Regions from separate parts of the Mus musculus genome. Here region 2 is linked to region 1. The links are chromatin contacts, called in public HiChIP or PLAC-seq maps. All regions are on one chromosome and are shown on one strand. The core of a region is the stretch at or near the end of the contact, and the rest is flanking DNA. Distances in the headings are between cores, read along the strand shown.

The links. HiChIP or PLAC-seq counts read pairs in DNA pulled down with a chosen protein or histone mark.
Region 2: a contact with region 1 is called in an H3K27ac HiChIP or PLAC-seq map of embryonic stem cells, with 2.7 times the contacts expected there. The contact joins the enhancer-like site here to the promoter of Bcan in region 1. A contact is called at or near these places in 3 of 39 promoter capture datasets (the C10 cell line, cranial neural crest and hippocampal neurons), 3 of 484 Hi-C or Micro-C datasets (bone marrow-derived macrophages, embryonic retina and embryonic stem cells), 3 of 115 datasets of contacts at active chromatin or transcription factors (embryonic stem cells and stem cell-derived neural progenitor cells) and 3 of 9 other capture datasets (adipose tissue, liver and pancreatic islet).

Annotation. Positions count from the first base shown.
Region 1 is chr3:87,998,389-88,003,586 of GRCm38.p6, reverse strand. Bcan (brevican) reads left to right here and starts at 3,231. Exons shown (of 14, transcript NM_007529.2): 1 at 3,231-3,484.
Region 2 is chr3:88,273,142-88,278,339 of GRCm38.p6, reverse strand. No RefSeq gene overlaps it. Among named protein-coding and RNA genes, the nearest start is that of Gm37116, 9.1 kb to the left of the region's middle. Within about 2 kb of position 2,034, at least 18 of the 459 cell types and tissues checked have an H3K27ac peak or open chromatin away from gene starts, as enhancers often do. A contact at or near this core is called in embryonic stem cells, where this site is marked.

The sequences.
Region 1 (5,198 bases), core at 1,982-4,481:
CTTGCTTTGCTGGCTGTGGTGGTGCACACCTTTCATCACAGCACTCAGGAAGCTGAGGCAGGCAGATCTCTGTGGGTTCATGGCCAGCCTGGCCTGCATAATGAGTTCCAGAACAGTCAGGTCTACATAGAGATCTTGTCTCCAAAAAAGACCAAAACAAAACAAAAGCACTTGCTGATCTTGCCGAGGACCTGAGTTCAGTTCCCAGCACTCACTAGGATGGCTCACAACCACCTGTAACCCCAGATCCAGGGGAGCCAATGCCCTTTCCTGGGCCCCATGGGCACCTGCACACATAGAGATAAAAATAAAATAGGGGGCTGGTGAGATGGCTCAGCAGTTAAGAACACTGACTGCTCTTCCAAAGGTCCTGAGTTCAAATCCCAGCAACCACATGGTGGCTCACAAACATCTGTATGGCTACAGTGTACTCATATACATAAAATAAATAAATAAATCTTAAAAATAAAATAAAAACCACGTACATGCTCTAACATAAGACCGCTCAACAATGTGTTGGCACCATCTTACATGTGGAGAAACTGAGAGAAGGTGCATGCCCCAACACCACAGAGGAGTGAGCCTGCAGGGAAGGTGATGCACACCTCTGGTACCTCTAGTGATCTCCTCTGAGCCTGCCCCTGGTGGCCGATACTCAGCTGCAGATCCAGCTCCAGGCCACAGCTGTGCCATCTCTCAGAACCACCCCCTGGCATTTCTAAGCTTTGCTATGCTTCCTGGCCCCCTTCTGAGACTATCAAAGCCCCCATTCTCTGAGCACAGCTGTGCCAGCACTGGGCCCCTCCCAGCCAAGAAGCCAGGTGTCTGGGCCTTGAGGGGGCTGGCTGCCAATGCAGGAGAGGGCGCGAGTCTGAACAGCCCTCCAGCGGCCACTTCAGATGGGCGCACAGTAAGAGCCAACACCGAAGAGGGGTGTTTGGGAGGCGGGAGCTTTGCGAGCAGCGTGGGTTCTCACCTTGGGCCACAGCTTTGGCCTGTGTGGAAGCTATTGCCCTGGGAAAGCGGGAGGAGATTGCTGGTTCTTCAAGAGAGCCTGGAAAAGTCTCCAGGGCAGGCTGGGAGGCAGCCAGCTGCACCACGTGGGGACAGGGCAGGCGAGCCGCCACTGCCTGGCTTTCTCCAAGCTCGCCTTCCTCCTCCCTCTTTTCCTGAGCCCTTGGTGCAGCAGTCCTGGGCAGGCCACTTCTGATTCAACCGGCTGACCCTTGTGACACCGCCGTTTACCATTTGGCATCTAGAAGACCCTTGTGGCTATGAGAACTGTCATGCCCTGTTGCTAGGACACGGGTTTGCACACGAAAGCCGCCATTCTGGGCTCTGTTGGCTTCCAGTGCCAAGATCTCTGTCTAAGATCTAAAGGGGATGCAAGGAGCAGGCCAGGGTCCAGGAGCACCTCAGATGGAGAACAGAAATGAGCAGAGTCCTTTGGCTATGAGTCAAGATGCCAGACTCCATAATTGGGGAAAAGGTACCTATCAGCAATGGCTAGAGTTGTGTGGGTGTACCTCGATGCAAATGTCCCCAGCTGGAAAAAAGGGGGGCCTTTATAATGCCCATCTTTTATAGAAAGGGGCCCCTCTCAAAGACTCAGTCCCCATGGGCTGCTGAGCCCCTAACCAGACCTCATAAGGCTGTGAATGACAAAGAATAGGATTCCACAGGAGTGGTGGGGACCCTGCTTGGTTGATCAGAAGAGGCCAAGGCATTCCTGGCAGATGGCTGCCTACTGGCTCCACTGGCCCCAGGATTCTTTTCCCCTTCCCCCGGGTTGTGCACATTGGTAACTCTGAGCTGGGGGCGGGGGCGGGGGGTATCTCTTTCCTGTCTTCCTTGGTCACAGTCAGGTTTTCCCAGGCAAAAATTGTGTTATATCCAAGACAGCAACTGGGCTGAACTGCAGCCCCTTGGTTTCTTTCCTAGCTCCACCTGGGAGACCTGCAGGGCATGGAGCCCATGTGTTGGTGAGCCATGCAGGTGCAACCCAGAGCTGGCACCCAGCACCTCAGAGTCCTTCCCAACTGGTGACTCCCCCAGTCTTAGGGCCCCAGACAGGGCCTGGTACATAGATGACTTGTGGGTCAAGCTTAAGGAATGAATAAATGAAGGCCTCCTGTGCAGCTTCTTCAGGGGCCCCTTTCTCCTTTCTGCTGGCACCACTGCCTGGTAGTTTTCTCCCTGCGTGACTCTGCCCTGGGTTTCAAGGTCCTTCTGTCCTGTCCTTACAGTGGGCGGCATTAGCTGGAGTCCTCTCTTTAAACTTGTAAGGCTTTGGAGAGGAGTTTGTTTTTTTCCAGAGGTTCTGAAGGCGTTTTTTTTTTTTTTTGTTTTGTTTTGTTTTTTGGTTTTGTTTTGTTTTGTTTTTTTGGAACTCCATCCAAGGCAGGGGGTGGGGCGTGATTAGGAAACTGTTCCCTGAGTTGGGGGTGAAGGTGTCTGCAGACAGTCGGCATTTGGGGATCTAGAAATGGTAAGGTCACAGCCCCCACACCGGCCTTGAGGACAAGGATCTGGCTGAGTGGCCTACAGCTGGTGCCAAGGCTTTGCCTGGAGTCGCAAGCAAGAGGAGGAAAGTGGGAAGCCTGGGAAAGCAGGGAGAAGCAGCGGGTGAAGTGGGGGTGGGGGACAGCTGGCAGTCCTCGAGGCCCACCCCCAGGCTCCTGGCTGCACACTGGGCAGCCCAGCCGAGGCTAGCAGGCTCTCCTGCACACATTGATCTGCAACCTGTGACGCCTGCTCCATCACTCACTGTACCACTTGATACCGCGCGCCTAGACTCTCTTGACTTGGGTTGCCTAACCCGTAGTTCTGCGAGTCGACCTCCACCTGGTCAACCACTGCAAAGTCAGCTCCTCCGCCGGGGAGGGAGAGGAGCACCGGGGGAGCACAGCCCGATCAAAGCTTCCTCAAGAGGGATGGCTGTGGTCATCTGCCTTTTCTCTGGCCTGAGAAAAGGACTTCCCCTTTTCACCCAGCAGTGCCCTCTTTCCCGGGGCAAAGCTCCTGTCGTCCCTCCATCCTCTGCGCGACTAAGTTTGAGCCGGTCTTCCTCCCTTTAACCAATGAGAAGTCCCTCCCGTGTTCTAACTCTCCATCCTGCGTCGCCACAGCGCCCTCCATCGCTCCCTCCCCGCCCCTTCTGCCCTCCCCGCTGCAAGTCTTGGGCTCCCGTCCGCGGAACCTTGTCCTACTTCGCTTGTCCTCCCTCTGCCCGCTGTCGCCCGGAACCCGCACAGAGAAGGCAGCGGGTCCCGTGACCGCGCAGAGCCCCCCACGGGGGCGGCAAGGGCCGGGGACGGCGGGGAAGGCGGGGCGCGTGGGAAGAAAGGGGGTTTTGTGAGGCTCCCGGCGAGCTGGCGCCCCTGTCTGGGTCCCGCGCGCCCGGCCCTGCTCGCGCCCGCGCATTGCGCCGCAGTCTCGGCTGCGGCTGCGGGACGTGCGGTGTGCGCGGAGGGGACCTCGCAAGGTGAGTGCGGAGGCCTGGCCCTATCGGTCGCTTGCTTGCTTGCTGTGTGACCTTGGGTAAGTTTCTTGACCTCTCTGAGCCAAAGGATCCGGGCGAGGGCGAGAGCGGGCCGCGATACTGGCTGCTGTGGGCGACCGAGACAGTGACCCACCGTAGCTTCCTGGGGTCCCCAGGCACTCGGGGGTGCGGTCGGCAGCGGCGCCTCTCTGAAGGTGGGCGCGCAGCGCTCTGTGCCGGCTTCGGCACCCTGAGCCACGCGTCTGCTCGCTCACTGTCCTCGCCGCGCAGCCTTCAGGAGCCAGGGGACGTCTGGGCTGCGGAGCGACTAAGGATGCCCGGGCTGGAGACGACAGGGGACTGCTGAGCTCCGGTCCTTGTGGTGGCTTTCCTCCGGGAAGTGTCACAGTAGCCACTCTTGGCCACTTGGATCAAAAATTCATGTCTCAGGGCAGTCGGATCCTCTGGCCTCAGGCTTCCTTCCTCATCCCGTGCTGCCCCAACACGGGTAAAAGAGGTAGCCACAGGGCCGGGCGGGCGTGTGAGTAGCTCCTGCTCCCAGCCTCCCCTCCTCAGAACGCTCCAGCACCTGGCTTACTTGCCAGCGGTAACCCGAGTGACTGCTCGCCCGGCCCGCTGCACAGCACAGGCCAGAGCGCTGCTTAGCAGGGGAGTCTGTCCTGGGAGGATCTAGGAGGACCGCTTAGGCTCAGGCTAGCGACTATGAAGGCAGACCGAGTGGGAGATGGAGCCAGTGAGAATAGGTATGGTCGGTAGGAAATCTTGCCTGACGTTGTAACTGACCCCCGGCTGCATCATTAGCCATGTAGTCCTGGGTCCCCGAATACTCCCAAGTCTGACTCTTTACAGAGTGTGTTCATTATCTGTGCAGCTTTCCTTCCTGAGGGCACAGTGACCTGGCTCCCGGTTTGGCTCAGAGTTAGCTCTAACCCTCTCTGGTCATCCACCTCACTTTCCCCGTGAGCCTGTATGCGCAATGAGATCTCAGAAAGAGAAACTGTTTCCAGAGCTGAGGGCCAGGGCGGGGGGGGGGGGGGGACGACTGGCCTCTCCCTGTACCCTTCTCCAGTACACTCCAAGTTGTAGGCTTTCACAAAAGATGGGTGGGGGAAGGAGCAACTGGATAGAGGCCAGACTGGCAGGGACAGGGTCTTTGTCCCAGCTGGCTTCTGAGCCAGGAGATCCGGTGGGAAAGCCCGTGCCAGGCAGAGGGGAATGGCTGAGAGCAAAGTGGGAGGGAGGGAGGGATGGAGGGGGCAGAGGATGTTGGGCACCAGGGGAGCTTCCTTACAAGTCCTGGTGGAGAGGAAGCAGAGGGAGAAGCCGCTGTTTCAGCAGGGTTCAGTCTAGGAGGCCCTCCTGGAAGAGGAAGGGTTAGGAAGGGAAGGTTGGAGCTTTACTGTGGGGGAAAGAAACTCCTGGTTGGCACCTGAGGGCGGGGAGGGGGGTGTTTGCCAAGGGGGTGAAGTAGGACCATAGTTGCGCTCCCAACCCCACCCCTGCGTCTGTGGGTTTGAGTCTCCAACCCCTAGAGGCTGCCTGGACCTGCAGGTGCCCAAGTCCCTCACACAGAATGATGTCTTTGCATCTCACCTACGCATGTCTTTCATACACAGGAACCCGTCTCTAGGTGACTTATAATTCCTAAGTATATGCATGCTGTTTAGGGAACAGTGACAAAAACCTCTGTATGTGT
Region 2 (5,198 bases), core at 785-3,284, 280 kb before region 1:
CCCAGTTTATGAATTTATGTGATGCTGGGATCAAACCCAAGGCCTTGTGCATATTAAGCTAGAAATCTGCCAATTAAGCTACAGCCCCCACTTTTACTTTGTCCTTCTAGTCCCTACTTAATATAATGCTTTCAACCTGCACACTCAGGTTCACCATCTTCAACTGGAGAGTCCCAGGTAAGTTGACTGCATAGCGTGACAGTGTGGTAGAGTATACACCTCAATCCTGATGAACTCACATTTATATCATTTGCAGGTGTTTATAAGTTCAAGGTCAGCCAGGTAGGGGGGTGAACACCTTTAGTCATAGCACTCTGGGAACACTCAGCATGCAAAGGCAGGAGGATCTCTGTAAATCTGAGTCCAGCCTGGTCAACACAGGGAGTTCTAGGGCAACCGGAACTACATAGTAAGACCTTGTCTTAAAAACAAAAGAAACAACAAAATGAAAAACCCAGCAAAAGCAAAAAACAACAAGAAGGAAGGAAAGAAAGAGAAAGAGAAAGAGGGAGAGAAAGAGGGAGTGAGGGAGGGGGAGAGGGAGAGGGAAAGTCGCTCAGGGTTACAAAGAACAGATCACTAGATCACTGCTCCTACCGAAGTTCCAACAAGACCAAAACTTACCTTTTGATGGAGAGAGTGAGCTGGGGGCTGGAGAGATGCTCAGAAGTTAAGGGCAGCCTGCTTTTCCAGAGGACCTGGTTTCTGTTCCCAGCACCCACATGGCCGCTCACTCTGCAACTCCAGTTTCATAGGACCTAGCCCCTCTGCTAGCCTTCTAGAGCAACAAACACAAATGGTACCCAGACACACGAGGCAAAAACACCCATACCATAAACTAATGCTAGCCCCACACAACACACACACACACACACACACACATGAAGCAAAACACCCATATACATTTTAAAAAAAAAACCTCAAAGAATTGCATGGAAGTTTTACAAAGTAGAAGGGATAAAAATTTGGGTAAAAGGTGAAGGAGATAAAAAAGATTTGAAGCTGGGCAGTGGCGCACGCCTTTAATCCCAGCATTTGGGAGGCAGAGGCAGGCTGATTTCTGAGTTCAAGGCCAGCGTGGTCTACAGAGCGAATTCCAGGATAGCCAGGGCTACACAGAGAAACCCTGTCTCGAGTTAAAAAAAAAAATATATTTGAATGCTTAGTGCTTTTTATATTTACTGTTACTATTTTTATTTTTGGTTTGAGACAAAGCCTTGCTATATAACTTTGAACTCACAACACTCCTCTTGCCTCTTGAATGCTGGGACTACAGGCCTGCACCTTTGCTCCCAACCCACGTTTCCTGTTTTTATTAGCATAACAACAGCAAAAGAATTTCAACTCTTCTTACTACCTGGGATCCCATAGGTTCCCACTGTAACCAGATACCTTCAAATGCCATTTCAATTCCTTGCTTCTCAGAGTTAGCTCAGCTCTCATGTAATCGAACTCAGAGGCCTGCGTTTCTGTCCTTTCCTGCTGTCCTGGTGAAAGAATGTAGCTCACACTGGAGGTGGGACAGGACAATTTGTCAGAAATACTCCATGGTGTAGCAGGATTTTCCTGGGTCTACTTGAGCCTGGTGCCCAAGGAGGCCAGAAGAGGGCACTAGATCCTCCTGGAACTGGAGTTACAGACAGTTGCAATCTATCACATTGGCATTAGGACCCAATCTAGGTAGGTTCTCTGGAAGAGCATCCAGCGCTCGTTCTTCACACTGAGCCTTTTCTCCAACTCCTCAATACGTTCCTTATATCAGACTCAGTAGGCAACCCCAGGCCTCCGCAGTGGTACTTTCTGATTTTGAGGCAGTTCTTCTACCAGCTGGGCCCTGCAGATGCCTCCCTGTGCCTCCAGCACATCGTGGCCAGAGTAAGTGACTTTTGTGTTCCCTTCTTAGCATCCCAGATTCTTTTCTTAAGATATGTTTTTATTCTTTTTAGTTATATTTAGGTGTGTTTGTATCCATGTGATTGCAGGTACCCAAGGAGGCCAGATGTATCACATTCCCTGGAGCTAGAGTTAAAGATGGCTGTGAGCTGCACAGTATGGGTGCTGAGAACTGAGCCTTTGTTCCTAGGAAGAGCAGCAAGTGCTAACTACTGAGCCATCAGCCCCCACTCTACATTCTTTTCTTTTTTCTTTTCTTTTCTCGTCTCTTCTCTTTTCTTTTTCTTATCTTTCTTTCTTCCTCTCTCTCTCTCTCTTTCTTTCTTTCTTTCTTTTTTTTTTGAGACAGGGTTTTTCTCTGTAGCTCTGGCTGGCTTGGAACTCACTACATAGAATAGGCTGATCTCAATTTCACAGAGACCTGGCTGCCTCTGCCTCCTAAGTATTGTGATAAAAGGCATATGCCCTTATGCCTGGCTCCACTCCATATTTTTATAGAAAAAAATTAATGCCATATCCAAAGACAATCATTCCTTTCTTTCTTTTTTTTTTTTTTTTTTTTTTTGGTTTTTCGAGACAGGGTTTCTCTGTGTAGCCCTGGCTATCCTGGAACTGACTCTGTAAACCAGGCTGGCCTCGAACTCAGAAATCTGCCTGCCTCTGCCTCCCAAGTGCTAGGATTAAAGGCGTGTGCCACCACACCCAGCCCAATCATTCCTTTACAATGTTAAAAAAAAAAGTGTTAAAGCATGTGTCTGAAACCAGCATTGCTAAGGGTTCCAAGTGGTGGGGTTTGAGTGAGAGGGTTGGGAAGAAAAACAGAGAAAAGGAGAAATCAGACAAGAGCAGGAGCTGGACCAGGAGCATACATGGGTGACTGATGCCAAGCACGTCTTTTTATTAACTTTTAAAAGGCTAGCCGTGAATATCAGAAAACGGTGGAAAGACTCCAATCCTTTTTAAGGAGTACAGATGGTTGTGAGCCTTCATGTGGTTGTTGGGAATTGAATTTAGGACCTCTGCTCTGGTTGGCCCCACTTGCTTGATCCCTGCTTGCTCCGGCTCAAAGATTTATTTATTATTATAAATAAGTACACTGTAGCTATCTTCAGACAGCACCAGAAGAGGGCATCAGATCTCATTACAGATGGTTGTGAGCCACCATGTGGTTGCTGGGATTTGAACTCAGGACCTTCAGAAGAACAGTCAGTGCTCTTAACCACTGAGCCATCTCCCCAGCCCTCCAAGCACGTTTAAGAAGAAGTATGGGTGGTGGTGGTACACACCTTTAATCCCAGCACTTGGGAGGCAGAGGCAGGTGAATTTCTGAGTTCAAGGCCAGCCTGGTCTACAAAGTGAGTTCCAGGATAGCCAGGGCTATACAGAGAAACCCTGTCTCAACCCCTCCCCACCAAAAAAAAAAAGTACAGCATCTTGTATACTATATGGCAGGGAGGGGAGATGGCCAAGGTCAGCAGAGAGCTGAGTCAGACAGTGTTGGCAAAGAGAAGACAGGATACCTCTGCCTACAGACTGATAACCACTGCCCAGGTGGAAGAGCAGGGCCCAGAAGCCTTGGATCCTCCGAGGCACTGGGGTCAGATCACACTGGCCCAGGCTGTTCCTGCACAAGGACACAGAACTCAAGTTCCCTTCATCCTTCCACCAGGGTCGCTGAGGAAATCTTGGGTCAGTTTGGCTCCCTATTGACATGATCCTTGGCAAGGCAACGTGTGAGTCCTGACCCTTTGCTGGTTAGGAAACCGTCCCAGCCACATATGTATCTTCTGAACAGGGGGACATGTTATTCCAATTCCCGGTAAGATTTGGGGTCCTGGTCTCACCAACCAATGTAAACTGGAGTTCAAAGGTACATGCGGCTGCTGACTCCTAGTCTGGGCCCTGGTTTGCAAGGCTCAGGAAACTTAAGTCCTGCCAACCAAAGTAACACTGGGGCCTCCGCTTCCCAATTCATTTTCTCTTTTGATTCATATTTATTTCCTCTGAGATATAGTTTACATAATTGGGACAAATGGAATCTTAATTTAAAGTTAAATCTTAAAAAGAAAAAAGTTAATTTGGTCAACAGCTAGTTTAAGAAAATGATTAAAAAACAACAAAGCAGGGCGGAGGAGATGGCTCAGCAGTTAAGAGTACTGGCTGCTCTCACAGAGGACCTGGGATTGCTTCCCAGCACCTACATGGCTTCAGTCTGTAACTTCACTTCCAGAGGATCTTACGCCCTCTTCTGGCCTGCAGGGTTACTGCACCCATTTGGTGCTCATCCGTACAACCAGACACTTATTCCAGTTTGCTTTCTGTTGTGATAAACAACTTGGAGGGAGAAAGGGTTTTTGTGGCTTACTTACAGGTTAGTTTATTACCAAAGCCAAGGCAAGAACGGAAGCAGAGGTGGTGGGGAGTGCAGTTCCTGGCTTGCTCCTCCTGGCTCACTCAGCTCCCTTTCTCATAGAGCCTGGAACCAGCTGCCCAAGGGTGGTACTGTTACAGCAGGCTGGGCCCTACCACATCAGTTGACAACCAAGAAAATGTCCCATTTAAACACAGGTAAACACAAAGCCAAAAAGGGAAAAAACTGCTAACAAAAGGGAAGAGGAGGCCAAAAGGAAATCTGGCTGAAGAAAACTTGAGAAGTTCTGCCTATAAAGAACAGAGAATAGGAGTCATCTTATTTATTTATTTATTTATTTATTTATTTATTTATTTATTTATTTATTTATGTGTGTGTGTGTGAGTACACTGTAGCTGTCTTCAGACACTCCAGAAGAAGGCATCAGATTTCGTTATGGATGGTTGTGAGCCACCATGTGGCTGCTGGGATTTGAACTTAGGACCTTTGGAAGAGCAGTCTCAGTGCTCTTAACCACTGAGCCATCTTTCCAGCCCCGGGAGTCATCCTCTGAAGCAGGAGAGAAGCTGCGTCTAACCTTACATGTCTGATGGTGCGCCCTGCCCCTTGAACACTCCAGAGGAATGGTTTTATCAACTATTTTGTTATGCAAGTGTTTTAGTAGCTCTAGAAACATTTTTAAAAGGGGGGGGAAGTCACATTTCACCCTACCCTGTTCTTATAATGTTTTAAGGGTTTTAATAATTTTTTAAGGGTGAAATGAGTTAGGGTTGGTGGCACTCACCTTTAATCCCAGCACCCAGGAGGCAGAGGCAGGCGGATTTCTGAGTTCAAGGCCAGCCTGGTCTACAAAGTGAGTTCCAGGACAGCCAGGGCTACAGAGAAACCCTGTCTCAAAAAAAAAAAAAAAAAAAAAAAAAGAAAAGAAAAGAAC